2 separate regions of the Muntiacus reevesi genome follow, and region 1 is linked to region 2. The links are chromatin contacts, called in public Hi-C maps. All regions are on one chromosome and are shown on one strand. Each heading gives the region's core, a stretch centred on a gene start, on an enhancer-like site or on the middle of the called end of the contact. The rest is flanking DNA. Distances are from core to core; before and after follow the strand shown.

Evidence for each region. A called contact is a pair of places that touch in the nucleus more often than the background predicts.
Region 1: a Hi-C map of muscle shows a contact between it and region 2, with 5 times the contacts expected there. The contact joins the promoter of DUSP16 here to the promoter of CDKN1B in region 2. A contact is called at or near these places in 2 of 3 Hi-C or Micro-C datasets (blood and muscle).

Annotation. Positions count from the first base shown.
Region 1 is chr1:41,748,104-41,750,803 of mMunRee1.1, reverse strand. DUSP16 (dual specificity phosphatase 16) reads right to left here and starts at 1,336. Exons shown (of 8, transcript XM_065941098.1): 1 at 1,106-1,336. It overlaps LOC136159717 (a long non-coding RNA gene), which reads left to right and starts at 1,693. Exons shown (of 2, transcript XR_010661504.1): 1 at 1,693-2,198.
Region 2 is chr1:41,616,478-41,619,227 of mMunRee1.1, reverse strand. It overlaps CDKN1B (cyclin dependent kinase inhibitor 1B), which reads left to right and starts at 1,368. Exons shown (of 3, transcript XM_065941087.1): 1 at 1,368-1,852; 2 at 2,414-2,543. The coding sequence starts at 1,378. The coding sequence ends at 2,535.

The DNA.
Region 1 (2,700 bases), core at 87-2,586, 130 kb before region 2:
AACAGGTTTGATAGGTTTGGTTCCCTTGTAAGAGCAGAGTATTTACTTATAATCTTTTAAAGCACAAGTGGCAGCCAGGAGAGTGGGTAAATAAAACCTTCAGAGAGGTTTAAAAACCCTGCATCTTAACTCACTTCCCCTTGATTTCAGGGGCCGGTACTGCAAAGCCCACGGCAAATGAGATTATGTAACAGGTTTTTCCTCTCTCCACTTTATTCATCACGGGCTGATTGGAGGTGTGCTTTCTCCAAACGAGTTGAGACTCCTAGGACTTTATTTAGGACGGCTGAAGTTGAGGTTTGATACATTTCCTTAGGATTTTGCAGGATCCATTCATTTAAATATCTATTTGTATTTTTCTCAAGTGAGAAAACACAGTAACAGTGTAGTTGCTGTTGTAATTTCAAGGAAATAAACGCAGCTGCACCTGAAAACTTCCGTTTTGCACAAATATTTTCCTCCCCTGTGTTTCATTCCATGAAACTGCACATGATATACACAGACCTTCACTCGTCTCCCGGGGCTTCTTCCTTTCTCACGTTTTACGGTTGGTGCAGATAAAGAAGTCGTCCCTGGCGCACCGGCCCCCCAACACCCGGCCTCGGGGGGAGAGGGGGGTCCCCGGAGGAAAAGCGAGTGGGCTGAAAAGCTTAGCCCGGTCGCCACTCAGGTGGCCCCGCCGCTCACACGGAAGGCGAGCTGGGGATAATGGGGACAGTCAGGCCGGGGCCCCTCTTGGCAGGCGTGTTGTGTAACAGTCGCGCCTGGAAGTGAGCAGCTTGGCCCGCGAAGGGACCGCGTCCGGCGGCGGCTCCTGGCGGCGGCACCCGGCCGCCCGGCCCGCTCGGCCCGAGCCCGCGCGCCCGCCGCCGCCGCCGCCCCGACCCCGCGCGGGCCGGGCCCCCGCCACACACACCCCCCTCGCGCCTCTGCTTCCCACGCGCTCGCCGCTCGGGGCCGCGATCGCCCCCACCCCGCCCTCGACCCCGGGCCCGGCCGCCGGGAGGGCAGCGCCGGCGGGGCGCGCGGACCGGCGTCCATGCTGCCGGCGCGGCGGGAGCCCGGCCCCGCGCCCACCCGCCCCGCCGTCCGCGCGCCCACTTACTTTCGGGGCCGCCGACCTCGCGGCTCCCTCGGGGGGGCGGGGGGGAAACGAAAGTTGTCACGGCGTCTCCCCGCGGGGCCCCCTCGCCTCCCGGACCCGCGAGGCGCCGCGGCGGAGCCGGGAGGGCTTGCTGCGCTCCCGCCCGCGTCCGTCCCGTCGCGCTCTCCTCCGCCTCCTCTTCTTTTCACTATATTATCTTCTCCTGCTCGGAGGGGCGGGTGGGGGCGGGAGGCTTAGGAAGCGAGGAGACGTTTGCAACTTTTCTTCACTCTTTCTCTCCCCCCCACCAACCCCCGATCAGCCTTGAAAAAACACTGTTGAAAGGGGCGAGGAACCTGTGGAGGTGGCGGGGGGGACGCGGAGGGGGTCGGGAGAGGTGATGATAGTCGTTTGGAAAACTGATCAGAGCCCCCCCGCCCCAAACAGAGGTACCCAGAAAGAGGGGGAAAGGCGGGGGGTGGGGTGGGGTGGGGGGTTGGGGGGAAAGAGAAAGAGTCGCTGGTCAGGAAACTTCAAGCGCGGATGAGGTCATTGGTTTAAAAATAAAGAGATGGCGTCACTTGAAACCAATCCCAGTGAATGAACTCAGCGGAGCCCCGGGGAAAGGAGGAGACAGGCAGGGCAGGGCGGTGGGCGACGGGCGGGGCCGTGCGCCCGCCCGAACCCGGAGCGCGGCTCGGCGCCTGGTCGCGGCCGCCCGGGGAGGGGTCGGGTCACGTTCCGTTCCGGGGCCCGGCGACTCCGGGGCAGGTTCCGCGGGCGCCGCTGGGAGGAGCCGGGTGGCCGGGGGAGGCGGCCCCGCGGCCTCCTCCTTCCGCGCCCGCGCGCCGGCTGCCCCCGGGGCCCCCGATCCCCGACCCTCGGGCCGGCTCTCGGCCGCGTAGGGCTGCGCCCCAACAGGTATTTCAGGGTTTCCCCCCTCTCCCCGCCCCAGCGAGGCGCAGAGCCTTTTCCTCCTCTTTGGGCTGTTTCCAGCTGCCTCCCCAGGGTGAAGAAACGCAAACAATGATTTGAGAGAATTACAATCGCTCTTTTAAAAGTGACGAATCCAAAATGCAGGGCACTGCGGGCTCTTAGGAGAGAGAAGTTACAGGTAATTTAAGAAAAATCACGCTCAGGTGGCTCAGGCAGTCAGCTCTCCCTGTTTGTCATAGAAAGCCCCCACCTGAATGCTCCTAACATTTATGGTTTTATTGTGCTTCTATTTACTTATTTCTATTTACATTTGTAAATGTAACGAGCACGAGTAGCCTAACATGCTCTTGAAAAGTGTGTCCTTTTCAAGCACTGTGTGCCCGGTGCTTGGGCAGCACAGAATCGTCTGTAAATTAGACCAGAGGTTCACCACCTTTTGGGAGGTGCAAGACCCCCGTTGAGTTTACTTCACACACTTCGTGCATTTTAAAGTTTGGATTTTAATAGCTTTGTTTTGAAACGGCATTGCACACTTTGGGAAATAGAGACCTGAGCTGGTGACACACCAGGACTTGGAATCACTGGGTAGGACAATCGGAGCTTTATTCTAGTGTTCTTTGAGCATTTGAGCATGAAGCTGCTTCTACTGAGAAGTACTCACGTGGATATCACATAACAGA
Region 2 (2,750 bases), core at 119-2,618:
ACTAAGCGTGTCTGAGACAGCTACAAAGTTTATTAGGGACTTGGGAGACCAGTTGACTTTTTGATCTTGCAATCCTTTCTCATTTTTTTATTGAAGGAGACCTTGGGTTCAGAATACATGATAAAGACTGCATCTATTCCAGGGTAATTTATAGAAAGACGTCCTCCTAGGCTTCTCCCCTAAGCTCCTAGCCTCCCCTAGAAATCGCAAAGACTTCTAGGTTAAGGGTGAACTAACCACTGCTCACCCCCAGCTTAAGGCACCCAGGCCGAGGGGCTCCCCGCCTCCCCCGCCGTGTGAGCGACTGGGGCCCCCCGGGGGAAAGCCCAGCTAGGGGGCCGAGCTCCCACCCTGCGTCCCCCATCCCCTGCTCGGCGAGTGAGGGGTAAACAAGATCGCCAGTCAGGGGCACCACCACCGGCGGCCGAGCACCTTGGCGCTCTCCCCCGCTTTCCAGGGCGAGGAGCCGGGGAGGTCGGGACTCCAGAGCAGTGGCGCGCGGGCCCGCGCAGCGCCCGGGATCAGAACACCCGCCGGCCGGCGCCGCTGCCCAGGCCCCTCCCCGGCCGTTTGGCGAGCTTGTTTGTCTTATTTGTAATTTCTCCGAGGCCAGCCGGAGCAGGTCTGCTGGCAAGCCGTGCGCCTCCCGCAGTCACGCGACCAGCCCCGGGTCCCGGCCGCGCGCTCAGCGGCGGCGGCCGCGGCGGCGCGCCCGGGAGGCGGAGAGGCGCGGCCGGGCCACCTTAAGGCCGCGTTCGCCAGCCTCGGCGGGGCGGCTCCCGGCGCCGCGACCAATGATCTCCTCCTCTGTTTAAATAGACTCGCGGTGTCAATCATCTTCTCCCTCGTCAGCCTCCCTTCCACCGCCATATTGGGCAACTCCAAAAAGGGGGCTCGTCTTTTCGGGGGTGTTTTTTTTTCTTCCTCCCTGCTTTCCACTGGGCTCACTCTCTCGCCGCTCCGCGACTCCGCGACACCCGCAAGGTTTGGAGAAGGCGCTTGGGCGGCGGGACCCGCGGGCTCTCGGCGGCCCGGACTCGGAGCGGCTCTGCCCCCTCCTGTCCCGGCGGCGCTCGGCTCCCCTCCCCTCCGCTCCCCGCCCTCCCGCTTGCTCGGCCGGGATCGGGGCTGTCTGGCCCCGGGGGGCTGCCCCTCGCCCCCTCCCCCAGCCCCGCGCGCGCCTAGAAGCTCGGGCGCTGACTCGGCTCGCGTTTGTTTCTCTTGGCTCCAGGGGCCGGCGCAGGGCTTATAAAGAGGGGCTCGGGCTGGGTCGGGGCGTTTTGTTTTGTTCGGTTTTGTTTAGCGAGAGAGAGAGCGCGCGCGCGAGAGCCTCAGTCGCCGAGACCCCCCACCCCCACCCCACCCCCCGGGAGGAAGATGTCAAACGTGCGAGTGTCTAACGGGAGCCCGAGCCTGGAGCGGATGGACGCCAGACAGGCGGAGTACCCCAAGCCCTCGGCTTGCAGAAACCTTTTTGGCCCGGTCAATCACGAAGAGTTAACCCGGGACTTGGAGAAGCACTGCAGAGACATGGAAGAGGCCAGCCAGCGCAAGTGGAATTTTGATTTTCAGAATCACAAGCCCCTGGAGGGCAAGTACGAGTGGCAGGAGGTGGAAAAGGGCAGCCTGCCCGAGTTCTACTACAGACCCCCGCGGCCACCCAAAGGCGCCTGCAAGGTGCCGGCGCAGGAAGGCCAGGATGCCAGCGGGGCCCGCCCGGCGGTGCCTTTACTTGGGTCTCAGGCAAACCCAGAGGACACGCATTTGGTCGATCAGAAGACTGATGCTCCGGACAGCCAGACCGGGTTAGCGGAGCAGTGCCCTGGGATAAGGAAGCGACCTGCCGCAGACGGTAGTGACCCTTTCCGATGTGTAAAATGTCTGTCTCTGTCTATCTGCCGCGCTCCTTCCCTGGCTTGAGGGTCTTTAACCGCAGCTTTCTTTTCAGCGCGTTCTGACTTAGCTTTTGGGGCGGAGGCGGGGGGAGGGGGGGAGCGCACTTTCCTACTGTGATGTTGTACATGCTATTTATTTAGTTGCGTGGTTGTCTGTTTATGACTTTTAAGTCAGAAGCTTGAGATTGTGTTATCTGATCATTTCTCTAACTGAAAACATCGCGGCTCCTCCCAGCTAGACAGCGGTAGGTATGTGACACCGTTGGGATGTTTATCAACTGCCTCCTTCTTCGCTTTGGAGAGAGAGCTTTGGAGCGTAGAAAATACACTTTCTGTTATGTGAAAACAACCTCATTTTGTGCTCTTAAAGGCCACGGGGAATGACGGACCCAGGATTGTGGGTGGAGGTGGTGGGTTTTTTGTCCCTTGACTCTTGGGGCTCACTTCTGTCGGCCATTGTTTTTTTCTAATAATGATTGTTTGTGTGTGTTCTTTTTAAAATTCCCTCTTGCCCTTAGATTCCTCTCCTCAAAACAAAAGAGCCAACAGAACAGAAGAAAATGTTTCAGACGGTTCCCCCAACGCCGGTTCAGTGGAGCAGACGCCCAAGAAGCCCGGCCTCAGAAGGCGTCAGACGTAAACTACTCGGTGGGTTGATGACTTGGAGCAGATAAGTGACACCCCAGTCGGGTTGCAGGAACTCATGTGCTTTCAAGCCCCAAGATAACCCGATCTCAGTGGTGGCTGGCAGATGAAAACTTGTGGGCTTTTGTTTTATGTTTTGGGAGGACAAAAAAGTAGGAATGGGGAAGACTGGGAATCAGGGGCGGGGGGCGGAGGGTATTGTAGTTCTTC